Linked DNA regions of Mus musculus: region 1 is linked to region 2. A link is a contact called in public HiCAR-type data. All regions are on one chromosome and are shown on one strand. Each heading gives the region's core, a stretch centred on a gene start, on an enhancer-like site or on the middle of the called end of the contact. The rest is flanking DNA. Distances are from core to core; before and after follow the strand shown. Region 1 overlaps Nrcam (neuronal cell adhesion molecule). Region 2 holds the start of Dnajb9 (DnaJ heat shock protein family (Hsp40) member B9).

Evidence for each region. HiCAR-type assays count read pairs that join an accessible place to other places.
Region 1: a contact with region 2 is called in a HiCAR-type map of astrocytes, with 2.3 times the contacts expected there. The contact joins the enhancer-like site here to the promoter of Dnajb9 in region 2. A contact is called at or near these places in 3 of 39 promoter capture datasets (cranial neural crest, liver and neural stem cells), 4 of 115 datasets of contacts at active chromatin or transcription factors (astrocytes, bone marrow-derived macrophages, embryonic stem cells and 1 more) and 1 of 9 other capture datasets (adipose tissue).

What each region holds. Positions count from the first base shown.
Region 1 is chr12:44,522,495-44,527,637 of GRCm38.p6, forward strand. All of the region lies in intron 3 of Nrcam (neuronal cell adhesion molecule), which reads left to right. Among named protein-coding and RNA genes, the nearest start is that of Nrcam, 200 kb to the left of the region's middle. Within about 2 kb of position 2,972, at least 27 of the 459 cell types and tissues checked have an H3K27ac peak or open chromatin away from gene starts, as enhancers often do. A contact at or near this core is called in astrocytes, where this site is marked.
Region 2 is chr12:44,206,439-44,212,276 of GRCm38.p6, forward strand. It overlaps Dnajb9 (DnaJ heat shock protein family (Hsp40) member B9), which reads right to left and starts at 3,630. Exons shown (of 3, transcript NM_013760.4): 1 at 3,502-3,630; 2 at 1,649-1,875; 3 at 1-967. The coding sequence starts at 1,865. The coding sequence ends at 516. Mir5627 (microRNA 5627) reads left to right here and starts at 3,875; the gene lies at 3,875-3,935.

The sequences.
Region 1 (5,143 bases), core at 1,722-4,221, 320 kb after region 2:
AAAACGTTCAGGGTAGACGTTCTCTTTGGGATAGATTTGATACATTTCCCTTTCAAGCAAATGAATGCTCATTGGTTTGCTTTTTCTCTTTTTAAAATATTTTCTGATTTTCACGTGGTCTGTTTGAAGAAAATGCAATGTATCAGGAGTTGAACCTGTCATGTATGGCTTCCCTGTCCTACTGGTGAATCCTGTGTGATATTCACTGTGTATCAACTAAAAACTGATGAGATTTGTGCTTAGTATGAAACAGCTTCTGGCTCCAACGAGCAATTTCCAGCTCTGGAGTTTATGTTAATACAACTTTCTCAACACTGATAAGAAGTGGAAAATGTAATTCTTCATGTCTTGTCAGCTTCTATCCTTCACTTTCATGGTTCTGTTGCGATTATACATGGCTTGGATACCTTAGTACGATTTATTTTGAAATGTTGCTGTGAGTATTACAAAAGGCTGTGGAGTGGTAAAAATGATGTCTATTGGGTTTTAATAAATCTGGGGTTTTGCTTCTATCTCTAGACCCATGTTTAAAGAAAAGCCAGATTATAGGAGGAAAAGAATTCAGAAATGTAGGTTGGAAGGAGACAAAGGAGGCGTCTTGAGCCAGTCCGATCTATACCATCATCCAAGCTTTCTGCTCTATGACTTATCATGGAGATAGAGCAACAAGATGCAAATCCTGCTGAATATTACTTCTAAGATTCTTTCTTAAAGCAATTCTGGATGAAAAGAAATAGGGTCTGCTCTCAATGATGGAATATTAGTACCTACTAAATACTCTTCATGTACCCTGACATTTTCTGACTCTCCAAGGTTGGAATCACTGACTATGTCTGGCCAATCCATGGGGAAAAAAAAAAGTGTGTTGCTTCTGCTTCTGGGTAGAGAAAGGTAAGGCACGGAGACTCAGGAGGCTGTTTGTTGAGATGACATCATCAAAAGGTGAGATCCTCAGAGGGGCTGGAGCCAAGGACCCCGACACCTTTTCTGGACATTAGTACAAGAGAGACATAAATTATATTGTGTTAAGCACTGAGATGCTAGACAATTTCTTGTGGCAGTATAGGTTACTCCCCCCTTTTGTTCCTCTCCTCCTTGCTTTGCACTGTTAGGAAATTTGCACATATTGAGATACTTTCCCTTGTGACACATCCTTGTCTTAAAAGTTTTATTTCAGCAACAGTAACAGTTTTCTTAGAAACCTGACATAGTCTCCCTACCCCCCCCCCCCCCACAAATAACAACCTTGCAAGCACTCCAAAAATGCTTTTTGTATTCCTAAATGGCTGCTATTTTGACACGGGTTATTTGCTTGACTAAAAGATAAAGCATCATTCACCAAAAATATCAATGCCAGCATTTTTGCTAAGGTTTTAATAACCTACATCTGAGCCTTGCACCTTTTCAGTGTCAGCAGAGAAATTCCAGTTGACAGGAAGGTAAGCAGGGCTGAAGCTTGTCTTAGTCACTAGAAATCTTTCTAAATGCCTCACTGTCAATGCCAGTATTCAAAAGTAAATTGCCATATATATACATTTCTTTTTTAGACGTCACTGTTAGAGAAGTTTTCTAACTAACTCTTGTATTATATAAAAGCAATCAGTTGGCAGATGAACCCAGTGATGAAGGGAGGCCGGTTTCTATGGCTTGACTATTTTTCTTTTCCACACAACTCCTTCTTCTGATGCTGTTTATTTAGAGCATGAGAGAGCAAGGACCAGGCTGAGCACCGTCAGAACACTGCTGTGGTTGCTGGAGACAGAAAAGGAGGAGAAGTCAATAGTACTGAAGCCCTTCAACCTGTTTCTAGCTTCACTTTTGCTTTTCTACATTAGAAATAAATGGATATAATGCCTAAGACAGAAAATTGGGCACTATATACAATCGCTTTAGTATAAGAAATTTATGGAAAACTAATACTATTGTTAATTGTCATTTGCTTATTTGCTGACTGTAGATACCTGTGAGAAACACAACCCAAGTATGTACCTTTAGGGTACACTAATATATACAAAGAATACTAGCTTCTAAAAAATGCAAAAAGATATGTCAGCTTCAGGGAGGGGGGGAATCTGTTACAAGACAATTTGGTCAGTTTGAATTCCAGTGTGTACAGCCATGATCTTGGAAAGATACCAGTGCTTTGGGTTTGTCAGTCCTGCTAATATGTGTTGGGTTCTTTCTGGTTAGAAAAATACCTTAACTTGTCTTCATCCATTGCTGAAGATATCTGTGGGTGTATAACAAGCCGCATCAAAATCCTGTGGTTTAAAACAACACTGACCACATCCACGGGTTGGCAGGGAGGCTGTTGTATGTGGTTTAACAAATCGCTGACTCTACTGCTTTCAACTGAGGCCAGAAAGCCTCAAAGGATGTTTTTTCTCCTTCCAAGGTCTCTTTCCATGGACCTTCAATCATCATTAGTTCAGTTCCTACTTCCCATGTTCATCACACCCCTGCTCCTAGGATACCTGCCAGAATTTCAATGCCGAAGCTTAGTCATCTGGCCAAACCCAGAGTTACTGTAAGAGGGAACTATGTAAGGGTAGGGATGACAGAAAACAGTGCTGCCGAGAGGCTGCCCATGTAACATTCTACCTTCCTTCTATGTTTGTTGTAAAGGTCAGGGTGGAAAAGAGAGAAGAAGACACCTTAATCACAGTCCAATTCTGCCAATCCTCCTAGAGTTCTAGAGCAGTGTTTGGGCTCTAGCCTGGTTATCACAGCCACACAAGGGTGGCAGGTGCTAATCATTTGTCAAATGTCCTGTCAGTGCCATGGTCACAAGAACCTGTTTCTGCTCCTACAGCTCTTGGCTGACCCCACGTTCATTCCCCATTTAATACCTCATCTATCCTCCGCTTACTCATGGTTGCTCATATTGCTGTCTGTGTGACCTTTGTTCTTGCTCCAAACTGCTGTCTCACTCTTTCTTCCTGTTTCCTAGTCACCCTTAACGCAGAAAAGGAATGTGTTAGTATTTAGTGGGTCACTCTTAATTCCCTTTCAAGTCACCAAGTCATCTCACAGCCTTTATACATCCCACCCATCTTTGAGCAGACACCCACTCTGATTCTTTTAGCCTTGGTCAGGCTTGGGAACGTGGTGGGGGTGGTGTAGTTATAGGAGACAAAGCGGCAGACGTTGAGAATGGTGTAGTCTCCTGTGGGTCAAGAAGGGTGCGTCTCTTCTTATTTGAAGAACACCCTTTTCTCTTCTACTCCAACCACCTTCACTCTCACTGTCTGCTCTCTCACCCAGAAGAAATCTGAACAGCATCTGCTGAACACCTGGCTTGACAAGCGTGGAACAGGTGCGCTTCTTGCTCCAGTTGCCACTGGCCTGGTGCACATTAACTTTGTGTTAACCGCATCTTATGTGTTTTCCTACATCTCTCCTTCATATCACAGTCTCCTATTACGTTCTTTCTTTTCCTGTCATTACTCTGCTGAGAAAAGAGTTGATGTCCATATAATATAATGTATTAGAAATAACTAGATTTTACCAAAAGACTTTGGTAGTTCTAATGATCTAACATCCTGTCTCAAAAGCTCTATCAATTTTCTACATCTAAAACACTATAAGGCAATGCGACTTTTTTTCTATTGAGTTATGAAATATCCTTTAAAGTGTTTGTGAAATGTGGGAATTGTAACTACTTCGTGATGGCAAAGCTTGGCTGCTGGCTCTTTATTTTATTCTAGTTATGGGTAACTAGAATAAATCAGCTGCTAGAATATATCAGTTAGATCACTGAGGGCTTTAAGTACCGGTTAAAGGCTAGAATGTACTAATATTGGGTCTCTCAGTATCTCACCATAGAAGGCCTTTGAGAAAATAATTAACCAGTCCCTTTGAGGAGAGTGACTGCAGAGGATAGCCTGGAAGCCAGAGCGCAGCTGGCTCTGAAACTGTAGTGTAAGTAAGACTCTGAATTGTCAGTGTTCATCTGCTTTGTCGGTGTGTAGGAGTTGAAGGGAACCCTGGCCATGCCCAGAACTCTCCTGATTGATTTTTATTACCTATTACAGAATGAACTCTGTTATTGTTATTGTCATTGTTACTGTTACTGTTATTGTTACTGTTGCAGTTTTGAAGTCAGGGTCTTGCTTTGTAGTCCATGCTGGTCTTGAACTCTCAACCCCCTCCCTTTACCTACCCATGCAGAAAACTAGCCTTTTAAAGACTGTCTCCTCTCTATTATCTTAACCTGTTATTCTTTTAATAGACCAAGGCTGTCATGTGGTATAATGTGAGGAATCCCTGGTAATGTGGAAAACAGCATGAAGACACCCCTGGTAGAGTACCGTGAGCAGACATGTGAAAACCCTTTGTACATAGTAGGACTCCATCAGCCCTTTCAAAAAGTTATCAAGGGCAAAATGTGCTTGCTTACAGACAGGTTGCACGGTAATTATATGTGGAAGGAGGAGAGGTGCTTGATTGGTATAGGATATGACAGAGTAAAAGTAAAAGGAATAGAAACAGCAGAACTTTTCGTAAGAACCAGCTACCTAGGTCTGGCACTTCATGTATTAGTGTGTGTGTGAACTCAGCAACTGACTACCAGCTGGCATGGTGGAGTCCTTATCAGTGAGTAGGATGCTAGAATTTGTTATAAAATTTCATTGTATTTATTGTGCTAGGGAGAAAGGCTGTGCATGTGGGGGCAGCACACGTGCAAACGTTAAGAGGACAACTTGTGGGAGTCCATTCTTTCCTTCTACCATGTGGGGCTAAGTAAACTCTGGCTGTCAGCTTTGCAGCAAGCACTTTTACCCATTGAGTCGACTTGTCATCAGCTCGCGAATTTTCTATGAGGGATTGTTGGGAAGACAGGATAACTTATAACTTTCCATATGGAGGATCCTAAATGGGATTGCTACACAGGGAAGCACTCAATAATGCTCTCCCAGGCTGTCAATTTGACACAGACTAGAATCATGTCTGGCTGTCTCAAATTCACAGTTGTCCATATGTGATAAATATATTGCCATGCAGGTAAGGGAGTACCTTAACTGCTGCTTAGTGTGGGAAGGCTTACCTGACAATGGGTGGTATCGTCCCTAGGCAGGTGAGTCTCAATTATACAAGAGAGCTAGCTGAGCATGAGCCAGGGAGTGATGGAGAGAGCACACTA
Region 2 (5,838 bases), core at 2,380-4,879:
GGGCAAACAGCCAAAAGCAATGGTCTTCTTCACTAAATGACTCAAAATTACAGCTTCAGACATTTAGTAACCCAAGTCAGGGCCACAGGGCGTGCAGTTTTGAATTTGCAGAGGTTTCACTGCAATTATTATTCAAGTTCACACAATGTAAATCTATGGTAACTTTTAAAACTTAATTGTTAAGTATGTGTCGGGCTGAGTTTTGTTTGGGAATATGGCCGGGGGGGTGGGGGGGGTGTGAAAATGAGCCAAAGGACAGGTAACGTAAAAAAATCTTGCAAATGATCTTTCAAAAGAACTTCTCCTAATCAGGAAAATTACAGTTGTCTACTAGCTGAATGTATTTTAATTTGTTTTAAAAAACAAAAAGTTCAATATATGGAATACCTATAACAAACAGCTTAACATAAGTGAAATCATGCATTTACCAAAATAGTTCACAGAAAACTTTTTTCATCAGACATAGTAAGGAAGAATAAACTAGGTGGGCTTAGTGGAAACAGGAAAAGATTCAACTATTGTCCTGAACAATCAGTGTATGTAGTAACCATATTTCCTCTTCGTTGAGTGACAGTCCTGCAGTGCTTGCTAGATCCATGAAATCTATTTTCAGTCTGTACTGTGTGTCGATTGGTGGTATCAAAGCCACTAAAAGAAAACATTTTCTCCATGTCTTCAAACATATCATCAAACAATCCGCCTCCAAAAGAAAACTCCTGGAAGTGATGCCTTTGTCTACTAGAACCATCCTGGCGTGTGTGGAAGTGGTTTTCAAAATGCTTCTTAGACCGAGTGTTTTGGTTCTGACCAAAAAAATTAAAGTCTTTAAATAAGTCATCAAAATTGAAGTTAAATGACTGTTCAAAAGGACTCCCATTGCCTCTTTGTCCTTTGCCATTGGTAAAAGCACTGTGTCCAATTGTGTCATACTCTTTCCGACTATTGGCATCCGAGAGTGTTTCATACGCTGAAACAGATAAAAACCTTTTAGGAATTGGAAGATAAAATATCCCAAATTGTGTATATGCAAACTTCAAATATATGACAAACTATTATACATAATAAAGCTAAAATATAAGTTAGAAAACGTTTTAACTGTTAAAGAAATAAATTATCAAATGTATTCAGCTAATAGAAAATCAGATTTTTTACTTTCTTACTAGTTGAAGTAAATGTTTAATTCCATCCCCCTACATAAGCCTACTCACCATTAACTACTTAATGCCCATGATATATGTATGGTTTCTTTTAGCCCTAGTATTATGACAAAATGTTCTTTACATATTTTTAAATACACATTGGTTTGAAATGTAGATGAAATAGATTAATTTACTAAGTAAATTGATATTTACTAAGTTAGTTGATCATTTTGGTGTTCAAATACTCCTTTTTAGACAGAGTGGTTTCATAAATAACAACAACAACAAAAAAAAGATAAATGATACCCTGCCAACATCTTTAAAACTGTAAAACAATAAAATGACATACCACAATTAATTTACTTATTCAGGAACCAAGTATTTATTCTAACAAACTACAAAATCCTACATACACCTCTCCCATCTCCATAACATCTTTAAGACTTACAAAATTATCAGCTACCATTAGCTTATTAAATACCCATGGGACCTCAGCAACATTTACTTACCTTCTGCAATCTCTCTGAATTTTGCTTCAGCATCAGGGCTTTTATTTTTGTCAGGGTGGTACTTCATGGCTAATTTGTGAAAGGCCTTTTTGATTTGTCGCTCTGAGGCAGACTTTGGCACACCTAAGATATCATAGTAGCTTTTGGAGGCCAGGATTAATTCTGTTATCATTAAAATGCAGATTGCAAAGACGAAAACTGACTGTGGAGTAGCCATTTCTAATAACCTAAGAAAGAAAAACATAGTGTCTTTTTAAGTCCAAGGAACAAATTTTAAGACTTAAAAAAAAAATCCAACTCAATAAAGCTCTGGTGTTGAGACAGCAGCATCAAGCTGTTATGCACATAGTATCACATTAGTCACGCTCTTGTACTTCTGATATTAGAGTCTATTAGCAAGGCTTTTCTTATCTACTGGAAAGATAAAACTGATAGTTTCTTAGGAAGGCTTAGGATTTCTACTACTTGATGGTGAACTTGTCTGCCTGTGATACAAAAGGTATTATTACTTGTTTATATTATTATTTAATACTGCATTTTCCTGAGGTGGCTCCTGATCTACCCCAGCTTCCTCAGCGCTGTCTTCATTACCACATTTAATTTCAGAATATAAACCAATTACTGAAAAAGAAATCTGTCTTTTCTGTGTTTGGCTAGAACCGCAGGAAGAAAGGCAAAGGTGGGGAAGGAAAGATTTTTCTCAAATCTGTAAAATCTATTTGATCTTAAAGTGGTTAAAATAGTCTGTTTGCATAAATTTAACTTCCCAAATACTTCAGAAATATCGGTAAATAACATCTGCTTAAGGCTCACAATTAGTAAAACTTATACTTCTTTGAAAGCTGAGCTACCAGAGGAAGAAAAGTTTATACTTTGGATAAGTTGGGTTATTACTGGGCTTCCCAGATTTCTCAGCAAGTAAAATGTTTCTCTTTAAAACAAAGTTTTACCTAAGAACTATTGGTAACACATAATGATTCGAGATGAAGTGTATTTCTTTGCTTTTTTGAATGCTGTACCACAGAAGTCCTTAATGACCTATGATGACATAACAGGGCTGATGAAAAAGGCACTATGGTTTGTGGAAACTGCCAGCCAACCTCTCCTGTGGCCTATCCTAAGCATAATTAGCAGGTAGATTACTTTTTTCCCGAGACTTAGTCATAGTCACGCGTACCAAGTACAAACTCTCTAAAGAACTCAAGCAGAAAGCCTGGCGTTGTGCCCCACGCCTTTAATCGCAGCACTCAGAAGGCAGGGGCAGGCGGGGATCACTTTGAGTTCAAAATCAGCCTGGTCTCCATAGTGAGCTCCAGGGCAGCCAGATCTACCCTGACTTAAAAAAAAAAGTAGATTTTTTTTTTTAAAGTTAATGTAAGCGGAGCATGTCCGATGATGGTCGCCAGAGGCTGCGGTTGTTCGCTAGTCAAAGGGCTGGTCCACAACTGACAGCAAGGCGGCTCGGTGACAAACGAGATCCCGCCGCTTCAAGCTGCCCCTGGAGATGTTTTTAGTGCCCGAGCTTTAGCTTCCCCATCAAACCCACTCTGCCCAAACAATGGGATCGCCCTCCCCGAACCCGCTGGAGGGCTGGCCGGTCCGGCGTCCCGGCCCACTCCACTCAGAGCGTCAGCTCCATGCTCCGGCCCTGCCGGCGAGCTCCGCGACCTGCCGGCCTGGCCTCGGGGAAGACGACCCCCCAACCCCACCGCAAGCACGAGCTGTGACGCAGCCATCTCGGGGTACAGTCGCGTCGCTTGGCTTCCCAACGCGGCTGATAGGTGGTAGGACACCAAGGCCAAGGCGGAACACAAAGCGGGACCCGACTCGGCGCCACCCTCCCCGGTCCTTACCTGTGCGCCCCGACGCAGCTTCTCCACAGCGCGGCGGCCCGGCTCCGGTTCCCTGACCCCGGCCGCACAGGCTCCGACCTCGCCTCCGAACGCCGAGTAGCCTCCTCCCAGCTCGGCCCGTTCCCTACTGGCGGGAGCCCGTGGCTGGCGCGACCGCTTATAGAGCCGACCTACACGAAACGCTTCCCCATTGGCTCCCGCCGGCCCACCTGACTTTGGCGCCCTACGCGCACGTGGAAAACTGTTGTTGCCGTTTGGTCCTTGCGTCACTTCCGTCGCCACCCTCCGAGGGGCGGTGCCAAGGTGTGCGGAAGCGGAAGTGAGTCGACGATTTCCTCATCCTTCCCTGGGGCGCATCGCGCGCAGGCGCTTTAGAGGGTGCGCCGGGCCCTGCGTCCCCGCCCTAGAGGACAGGGCTCTCCGGCGCCCCTCGTGGGCCTTTTCAGCCTGCAGAAAGCTTCGCTGTTGAGCGGTCATCGCTCGCGCGGTCGTAATAAAGAGCTTTTATTCATAAGTGGCCAGGTGACCAGAAAACTCAGGTCTCACCCTTAGGCGATGTGTCATTGAGAGGCCATTAGAGCCCAAGCCTGCCTCTGTCATGTTAGTCTCTTAATCCTCAATTCCCCAAAAGGCGGGAGCCCACTGTATTGCACACTGCTTTGTAGGCAAGACCACGCTGTGTTGCTTTAACACAGCAAAGTTTGCACGGGGCTCGGGCTTTTCCAGCTCTTTCCCTCCCTCAGCTTGACCTCATTTCAACAGTAGGTATGTTGAAAGTACATCTGAAAGTGGGAAGGTGAGGTTCCTGTGAGGTTGGTCACTCAGTGCAACCCTGTTTCTTGTTTTTGTTTTAATGTTAATTTATTTTGAGTGCTCTACCTTCGTGTACACCTCTTTGCCAGAAAGAGGGTGTGAGCCACCATGTGGTTGCTGGGAATTGAACTCAAGAACTCTAGGAAGAACAGACAACCCTCTTAAACCACTGAGCCAACTCAAAGCTCAAAAACCCTGTTTCTCCTGCGAAAAAGGAGGCAAAAAGAATGTAAGCAACCTTGAAAACTGCCAGACTAGAATTATAACTTGTCCCATTATGTCTTCAGTTATGGAAGAGAGCATAATAGATATTATCTCAACAACAGCATGACATATTTCAAAAACAATAGGTAAGTACTTAGTTTTATTCAGAAGCCAAGGCAAGTTTGTCAAATTCCAAAGCCAGGTTTGCTGAGTTCCAACCCTGGTTCCCTTACATTGTAACTGAAAGACCCTTTGTTTAATCCTTTGGCACCTCTGATTTTTCTTCTGTACAGGTAAACAGATAAAGGAGGACTTAACAGGGAGTATGTACTTATGTGAAAAATCAATGTATTTAAAACATCCCATTTCTTTTCCTCTTGTAATGAAAAATAATTCTAGTGCTAGCCTGACTTTTCTGTTACTTCAAACTTTATTTTTCTCCCTGTGGTCAATTGGTAAGATTCTAGTAGATTTGCATGCATTGAGTGTTCAGCTCATCCTGTACCCAGGGTATGGTGGTGCACATTTATAATCTCAATGCTCTGGATGCTGAAGCAAGACAATCGGGAGCTCAAGGCCACACTGGGCATCCTAAGAGAGACCATGTCAGCAAAAAGAAAAAGAAAATAGTGTGTCTATCTTACAAGTCCAGAGAAACTACAGAAGATGGTTGTGATGGTTTGTATATGCTTGGCCCAGGTAGTGGCACTATTAGGAGATTATTAGGAGATATGGCCTTGTTGGAGTAGGTGTGTGACTGTGGGCTGCCTGGAAGTTTTCCTTTAGCAGGCTTTAGATGACGAGGTAGAACTTTCAGTTCCTCTTGCACCATGCCTGCCTAATTGCCATGCTCCCGCCTTGACAATAATGGACTGAATCTCTGAACCTGTAAGCCAGCCGCAATTAAATGTTGTCCTTTAACAGACTTGCATTGGTCATGGTGTCTGTTCAAAGCAGTAAAAACCTAAGACAGAAGTTGGTACCAGGGACTGGGATATTGCTGTCGTAGGCCTGAGCCTGCTTTTGTTTGGAAAAATGTGGATTTGGGGACTTTGGATCTGAAAAGCAGGGGAATGCTTTAAATGGGGCTTAATGGGCTATCCTAGTGAAAACATGGAAGACTTTGTCACTGAAAGTGATTTTAATTGTGCAGACTTGGCCTAAGGGGTTTCAGAGGAGAAGAATTTCAGTATGTGGCGTAAAGATTGTTTTTGTGGTATTTTGGTGAAGAATGTGGCTCCTTTTTTGTCCTGTCTAAAGAGTCTACATAAAGCTAAGGCAAAGATATTTATCTTAATTACATTGACAAAAGAAGTCTCA